Linked DNA regions of Mus musculus: all the other regions are linked to region 2. A link is a contact called in public HiCAR-type data. All regions are on one chromosome and are shown on one strand. Each heading gives the region's core, a stretch centred on a gene start, on an enhancer-like site or on the middle of the called end of the contact. The rest is flanking DNA. Distances are from core to core; before and after follow the strand shown.

What was found. HiCAR-type assays count read pairs that join an accessible place to other places.
Region 1: a contact with region 2 is called in a HiCAR-type map of astrocytes, with 5 times the contacts expected there. The contact joins the promoter of Ndufb2 here to the promoter of Ssbp1 in region 2. A contact is called at or near these places in 3 of 39 promoter capture datasets (the C10 cell line, the HPC-7 cell line and cranial neural crest), 2 of 115 datasets of contacts at active chromatin or transcription factors (astrocytes and large pre-B cells) and 2 of 9 other capture datasets (adipose tissue and liver).
Region 3: a HiCAR-type map of astrocytes shows a contact between it and region 2, with 4 times the contacts expected there. The contact joins the promoter of Tmem178b here to the promoter of Ssbp1 in region 2. A contact is called at or near these places in 2 of 39 promoter capture datasets (embryonic stem cells and neural stem cells), 2 of 484 Hi-C or Micro-C datasets (both in embryonic stem cells), 11 of 115 datasets of contacts at active chromatin or transcription factors (astrocytes, embryonic basal ganglia, embryonic forebrain and 3 more) and 1 of 9 other capture datasets (embryonic stem cells).

The regions. Positions count from the first base shown.
Region 1 is chr6:39,591,195-39,593,894 of GRCm38.p6, reverse strand. It overlaps Ndufb2 (NADH:ubiquinone oxidoreductase subunit B2), which reads right to left and starts at 1,330. Exons shown (of 4, transcript NM_001358797.1): 1 at 1,183-1,330. The coding sequence starts at 1,280.
Region 2 is chr6:40,470,032-40,472,731 of GRCm38.p6, reverse strand. Ssbp1 (single-stranded DNA binding protein 1) reads right to left here and starts at 1,317. Exons shown (of 6, transcript NM_028358.2): 1 at 1,273-1,317; 2 at 599-661. The coding sequence starts at 622.
Region 3 is chr6:39,870,067-39,872,766 of GRCm38.p6, reverse strand. Tmem178b (transmembrane protein 178B) reads right to left here and starts at 1,331. Exons shown (of 4, transcript NM_001360978.1): 1 at 1-1,331.

The DNA.
Region 1 (2,700 bases), core at 81-2,580, 880 kb after region 2:
GTACTTTCATATAATAAATAAATAAATCTTAAAAAAAAAAAAAAAAGTATCAGTAACTGAGCACAAATGCCTGGGAAGCCAGTACTGAAGCTGGCATTCACAGGGATCCCACTCTGACGACTCAGAGACCCAAGACAAGTGGTCTATCATTAGACTCCTGAATCAAGCTGTAGCCCCATAATGAAAGGGCGAAAAGTAATAATAAATCAACGAGAAGGAAACTGAAACTTAGTTACCAGAAGCCAAACTTCAGGTAAGTTTCCACCTGAACTATTGCTGGGTTGGACCTTTTGTGGCCCAAAAACCCAAACCAAGGGCTGGGAACTTAGATGAATAGTGGAACCCTTCTTCCCCCGTTGGAGGTAAGGGAAATCCAAGCTAAGTAGTGAAACTGGACGGGAAGCATCCCCAAAACGGTATGAAGATCTTAAAAGAAATCTCGGTGGACAAAACCTGCCAGGTTATATGCGAGCGAGAGAGAGACAGAGACAGAGAGACAGAGACAGACAGAGACTGAGAGACAGATCAATACAACAAAATAAAGCTATAAGTATTACAAATCTCGGGTGGAGAGAAGGCAAAATGAGTAAGACACAGCATCCAATCTAGGATTTAAAGTGCCAAATCTAAACACTGACTTGGGGGCGCACGCCTTTAATCCCAGCACTCCGAAAGCAGAGACAGGAGGATCACTAATGAGTTCCAGGTCAGTCGAGGCTACACAGTGAGGCTCAAAAAAAGTGCCAAATTTTAATCGTAAAAATGTACCTAATGGTGAAAAGAACAGACTATACTACCTTACTGACTCAAGGTCTCCGTGTCTGCCCTGCCTGGACCCGTCTTGTCTCTGAGCCCATCTCCACCCGTCTCCATGCGCTCGGGACCTCCACTAGCCAGCTGCTTGGAAGGCTCAGTCCGGGAGACTGTGCGGGACTGGATTCTTATCACTCGGGTCTTAGTTAACGCCTCTCTCCCGCAACCCTGCGCCATCCCTTCACCTCTAGCCCACCAAGCCGACTAAAAGGCCAGTCTCGGTCCAGGCAAAACTACAAGACCCAGCATGCCTCGGGCGGCAGCGGAGTTTCACGCACCCTCCCGGGCGACTGCTTCAAGGTGACAGCGTCCGGATGGCAGCGCTGCCTGTTCAAGCCGGCCGAACCCTCGCCCCCGCCCGACACTCACTGACGGACTCCACTGTCTCCAGCCGCCCGCGCGCGGCAGCCCCGGAGCAGGCGGCCTCCGACGCGGCCGAAAGGTACCAGACGGGTGAGCGCAGACATACTAGCAAGACTGCAGTTCCCACCCCTGATGCGTCACTTCCCCGAGTCCCGGCCCGTGACGTCACTGCGTCGCACTGCGTCTCTACCCGGGCTGATGGTAGGCCACAGGGGACAAGTTCAAGCCATTGGCGGACCTTAGAGGCTCCAGGTTAACGGGCAGATAGGTCGTCCTTCAGGAGGAGCCCTGGCTGCCTCGTGGCACAGCCTGGCAAGGTGCTCTTGGCTGACCTTACTGCTGCTCCCTGCTTTGGCTCATATAGACGGTGCTTTCATGCATGTTCTTGCCACTGTGGGCCCTTGTTAAAGGCCTAAGCCCTTTCTGAACCACGCAATGTTTATTTTATAACATCGCAATGTTTATTTTATAGCATCGTTGTTTCAGCATTGTTCTGAATGACTAATCAGCCAGGGTGTTAAATTTCAGAACCTGGACTGGTGGCACGGGAATCACCTGAGGAACCCAACCCGGCACACTCGGAATAAGTCGGCCAGGAACATGGGGGAAAGTTCCTAACGCCTCGAGCCTTAGCCAATTCGAGGTTTTTTGGCATTTCCTCTTGTTATTAATGTAATAAGCAAGCAGAAAAATAAGGACATGAGGGCAGTCCAGTTAAGATGCAACACCAAGATGGCAACAAATCGAGACCTGACTTCAGCCGTAGAAATGTACTCGCAGTGGGAGCTGTAACACAAATAGATGCACGTAGACGCGCAGATGCGCTCAGTCTCCGGCCATTAGTGGGGAGGGAATATGAATTTTCAAGCTCATCCTCATAAAACAAGACATACATATCTGTTCCGAGTTACTAGGTCTATAGGATAGCCTACTGTCATCTTTCCAGAAAAACTAATTTTTTCACTCACTTCAGATTTCCTTCAAGAAACAAAGGCTCCACTGGCTATTAAAATAGTCCGCCTTCCTCGGCCTGCTTTTTTCTCTCAGTATTGCCTCTGTTGAAATCTGGATAGACTCCAAACCTAAGACTACTCCTAACCCCAAGAGGTTGTGAGAAACGGACTTTTTTCTATAAACAGTAGCTAGCACACCAACAGTCAATACTCTAATAATCTCCACCTTGTAAAATTATTCAAGTATTTTAATCATCTGGAAAACCTGTTTACACAAAGGCCTTCCATTCTGACGACAAGAGCTATGGACCCCTTCCTTCCCTCCTTCCTTTGCATCTATTAGGAACTATCCAACCATGGCAGAGTCTGAGGTCGCACTCTACCAATAGGATGAGACACAGTCATCACCTGTATTAGAATAACAACTGAACTTCCCGCCCTAGTGTGCTTGCAAGGCCACTGTAAGTTATGGCACATTTTACCAAAAGAAAAATTAATAATAATAATAATAATATGTTGCTTTGCAGGATTACTTTCGCTATGATCTAGTGGGTAGGGGTGTGTGTGATAC
Region 2 (2,700 bases), core at 68-2,567:
GGTCATGAATTTGTGGCAAGAAGTGAGCTCTGCTCTCTGGATAGCAAGATGGGAGTGGGGAGGAGAGGGGCCAGAAGGTCATAAAAGACCAGAGCCATATGGGACAAGGTTAGAAGAAATCAGGTGCGATGGGGCAGGCCTGAAATACCATCGGTGACAAAGTAGAAGCAGGAGGAGGAAGGTTCTTGGTCATCTCAGCCTAACAGTGAGTCTCAAGATAGTCTTAACTATGAGTGGCTGTCTCAAAAACAGCAAAACAAAAATGATAATAATAACTTACATAATTAAATGAATACTCTGATCTAAGCACTGGTAACAAATATTTACTAAATTAAATTCATGAGGTGTACTACATATGCGAATACACTTTAAAAATCATTTTTGATTCAGTAAACATTATGAGCTTCACACACACATAAACACACACACACACAAAATCCCTTCTGAATCTCCCACATCAAATAAACACATAGAACACGCTGGATAGGCGTAAGAATCTCGTGCTTATGTATGCAAAATCGAAAAGCAACAAAACAAAACATGGCTATAGACTATGGAAACACGGTTGGAGCACTCACTAATGTAGAAAAGTGACTACCTGTAACACAGGTCTTCGAAACATGGCTTCTGTTTTTCTTACAACCTAATCTTTAGGCTTTTCCTAAAGGAAAGAAAGAAAAGAGAAAAATGATAAATCAAGAAACTACAGTATCCATCAAGAACACACATGCTCTCTAGTCCTAAATCCTAAGCGCGTCCAGCTTCTCGTGCACCCAATTTGCAACCGCATTTTTTGCACGTGTGGGGAGTTCCTTTCTTTTTGAAAACAAAAACTGAGCGAGACAAAAGAAACTCTGTGGTTCTGGGTCTCAACCAGCAGAAAAGAGGGGAAAAACCTGTTCTCACTTGCAATCCATTGTCTGCTAGATTTCTTTACAATAGAAGTTGTCTCGGACATTTTTTTTTCCAACTTGTTCTGTTATTCTAGACCCCTAAAACTGTCTCTACAAACAGTGCGGGCACAGTAAACGCTACTCCGAAAGGACGCAAATCAGTGCCTTCGTCCCCGTTAGCGCTGAGTAAGCCCGGCTCCCCAGCCTCGCCGCGGGGGCAAGAGGCTGCTCTTCCCCCAAAGTGGCGCTCGCGAGCAGCACAGGGAACGGCGGGGGACACTCGGACTCCAGCGAGGAGCCGCACAACTCCTCCCGAGCCCCGCACGCGCCCGTGCACTCGGGAAACACAACTTCGTGCCAGCCTTCTCCCCTCCCTCACCGGACACGCAGAGCCCGACCGCCAGCGGCTCGCTTCCGGCGCACGGAGCCCGCAAAGCTCGCGAGATGCAAGGAAAGACAGGAAATCTCTGAAGTGCGTCGTTGAAATGCCGCCGGCTGATGTCGCCGGAAACACGACCCCTCAATTTAGAAGTGCCAGGAACTTCTGTCCAGGCGGAAGTGGGCGGATCAACGATGCCACCTGTGGGTAGTTTTACGATTTTGGTTTTGTTTTTTTGTTGTTTGGTTTGGTTTAGTTTGGTTGTTGGGGTTTTTTGTTTTGTTTTGTTTTTCCTGATCTCCACCCTCGCTCCGGTAGTGGCCCCGCACTGGCTAACCAAACTCTGGCCAGAACTCTATTCCCAGCCCTAAATTGAAATTATTTGATGTTCCCAGCCTGGGAAAGGGAGTGAGGTAGGTGAAATAAAACATATTTGAGCCCCTGGAGGAACTAAAACCGACACAAGTCTCCTAATGCAGTAAGACTGAAGAATTAATTGCTGTCAAAACCTCGGTGATCTAGATATGTTAACATGTTAAGTCAAAAAATTCAAGAAACACGTGAGGAGCAAAATTTTTAACATCTTTATTAAGTACCGGTCCCAAACTGTGCCTAAGGCACAAGAGAAATGCGCCCTTATATTATGTATTTGTATATATGTTTTCCCTAAAACATTAAAAGTTTATGAAATTCCAAAACATTTTGAAGAAGTGTTAAAAGTCAAAACGTTGCTTTATTTTAAAGCAAAGTGTAATTAAGATTTTACTTTTATAGAAAGAAACTGATCAGTATTTTTTAGATTTTTTTTTTTCATTTTGTGTTTCAATTCTACATCTTTGGCAGTTATTCTAGATGGAAAAGCTTAAAAGAAAGAAAGAGAGAGAGAGAGAGAGAGAGAGAGAGAGAGAGAGAGAGAGAGAAAGAGAAAAGAAAAAAGACACTGTCTCGCTGTGTATCCCTGGCTGGCCTGAAACTTGGATCTCATGTAGACCAGACCAGGCTTGTCTCTAACTCCCAGAGATTCCCCTTGCTGCATCTACCTCCCTAGTGCTGTGATTAAAGGCATGTGCCATCACATCCAGCACTCAGTGACAGTCTTAAACAATCTCAAGTAACTTAAGCTTGTTGATCTTGTATTTGGTAATATCATGTTCATAGTAAAATTTCTTAGTTTTAACATTTCCAAAATACTGCATTGAGACATCTTTTCTTTTGATTGCTGACTTTCTTTTGCTCCTCTAAATCCTATGTTGTTTACCCTAATCCTGGCCCTAGTGAAGTAACGCACTTATGAATCCTACAAATTAAGGAACCCAAGGCAACAAGATTCAGTGGGGCTCCAGTGTTAGACAGAAGGGAACTCCAAACCATTCAAACAGACACACTGCCTCCTAAGGTCCATTCTTTCTGATTTTAGGAGGGGGGGGG
Region 3 (2,700 bases), core at 82-2,581, 600 kb after region 2:
ACAGTCCTAACCCTCCGTCCGCCTCTGCACGCCGCCCAGCAATCACAAACTAAACACCAAGTGCTCTCGACCACGGCGAGGCTTGCTGGGTTTCTCTGTGCAGCTTGCTGACCGGAGTGACAGTCCTGGCTTCCTGGGAATGAATGATAGGGAGGGAGATCTGAGGACGCGACACTTCGCCGAAGGACGGATCGCGCTCACGGCCGGTTGCCCGGAGTAGGGAGTGCAGCCTGGATCTCTTTCTCTGGGACTCTCCTCCCCTTTTCGGTCTGCAGCCGAAGGCCGGGGACGCGTGCCCAGAACTGTTCTTTTCCAGGTTGGGTCTTTTCAAAGCCTGAGTCCTCTGATCACCACTAGGTCCTTGACTCCTGCCGACCCCACGGGTGCTCTCAGAAGCGAGCTGCCCGCAGACGCATGGTCTCTACCAGCCTTTGCCCGCGAGCTCCCGGATGGCCTGCCTCTGGCCTCCCCATTAAGACAGCTCCGCTTTTGGACAGCGGGGACACTCGGGCGGCGTTACGCGACTGTTCAGGGCCCGGGGTTTGCAGAGACTGGGCGGCAGCTGACGGGCGTTAGGGACGGACTGCACAGAGGAGGGCGCACCCGGAGCGCTCGGAGCTCCTTCAACACCATGGACAGGTCGCTCAGGGGTGGCGAGCTGCCCGCCCAGCCGCCAGCCTCCCCGGTGTCATGCGGCTCTCTCCAGCGCCTTCTTCTTCCTGGAGTGTGTGCACCCGGCCCTCTCCAATATCCCTTCTGCTCCACTTCACCTGGCCTTCCGCAGCCCCGCGTGCGAGATGCCCAGGTGCTGAGAAAATGCTGCGAGCACGAAGAAAACCCGGAGCCCGGCTGCTCGAAGCAACCCGCCCCCTTCGCCACCTGAGCCCAAGCACTCCAGCACCGCTTGCTCTAACCAGCTGGGGTCAGCCGCTCTCAGATTGCACCATTTTCTTCTCAGCCCACCCGGGTGCCGAGACTAGGGATCCCTCGGCCTCGTGTGGAATATCCCGTCCCGGCCTCAGCGTCCCGCGATCCGGCTCCCCGCACTGGGGTGAATGGGGCGGGGGATAGAGGGGTGGGGGAGCCTGGGCGCCTCGGCTTCACCTCCCTACCTCCTCGAGCTGCAGAGGCTTCCGGGCCTCTCAGGCTCAGGCGACGCCCGAGAGGAGCGAGAGCCCAAGCTGCACCCCAGGGGCTCCAGAAATCGCATTGCCCGGGTGTGGGCGCCCGAGAAAGCCGCTGTCACTCGCTCGGCCTCCAGGCGCTGCAGCCTTGGCTAAAACCCACAGCCGAGAACACGGAGCGCGCAGCCAAAAGCTAGTGATGTCATCCGTGCAACGTGAGCCTCATCTCTTATTTTTCTAGCCTTCTTAAAGTTAAACCACACCATTTTCCAGGCACGAAATGTCTGAGCCTTGTTCTTTGGCCAGGCAAGTCAATGGTGTCTAGGTAGGTATGGGCTCCACCACATCCATATTAATGCACATATACATATATGTAGCATGTTTACGTGTATTATTATAAATTTAGTGTTGGTGCCTACGTCTCCCGTTTCTCTTTTGACCGTGGAAAAGTCCCTTAAATTCGCCACAGTTCTTTAAAGAAGAAAATGCTTAGAGAACGGTCTTTAACCGGCTCTGGGAGAACCCCTGCACCTCGGTTTCCGCCTCTAGTGTCTCCTATTCGTTTGATCTTTGTTTTTCCCCAGAAAGCTATAAGCACTACCTTGCTAGCTACTGGCGTTTCTACCTGGAACTGAGCAGAGAGCAGCCGTGAGCCAGCGGCCGACACCCCAACACATACACACACACACACACACACACACACACACACACACACACACACCTGTCCTTACTCTTCGGCAAGAAAAGGGGACAACTAACTGATCCGTTCAAGACCAGAAGAGAGCCGCTGTGGGGTGAGAGGGCAGTTGATTTTGGAGGAGAGGAAGTTATAGGCAACCTCGGTATAGGGTTTGTCGTGATTTCCCTATGACCGCTGGATTTAGCCTCCGCAGGGCCTCTTTGAGGTGGGACCGAGACTCCAGACCTTGAAGAGGTGGGCCCCAGCTAGAGGATCCATCCCCACCCTACCCCGCCCCCTGCTTCTCTCACGTGAAGCAGAGCCGCAAAGCTGGGAGCCTCCCATCCAGCTTCACATACTAGGGGTTTCATTCTAAAGCTCACCCTTCGGTTTTCACCCTCTCTCCAAAGTCGGGGTTCCCCACTGAGGGATAAAGAGCTGCCCTGGGGAAAAGAGAGTGCCCTAGGGACCCAGCTTTGCACAGCAGGACTTGTGAGTCGAAAGGAACGCACCTCCACCATATTCTTTTTGTCTTTTTTTTTTTTTTTCCTCCCTGCATTTTGAAAATCGCGAACAAGGCGTTTCAGTGCCATCTAGTGGGGGAGGGGCGTGCCTTGTTTTTCAGTCTTGAATTCTATAAGGGGATTTACTTCGTGAAGAGAAGTCATTAGGATTACCTACTTGGTTCTTAGATGATGCTCGGCTGGTCTAGAAGTTACAGGCACCTGCTAGTCCACATCATCCTCAGAGGTCCCTGGGATGCCCTGATAAAGCTGAGCGACTTTGGCCAGGGTGTCTTCTCCTTATCTTTTTCTCAATTCTATTTGTGTCCTTGAAAATAGGGATACATTTGGCATACATGCAAACACTACTAAAGCTATTTCTACCCCTAAAGCT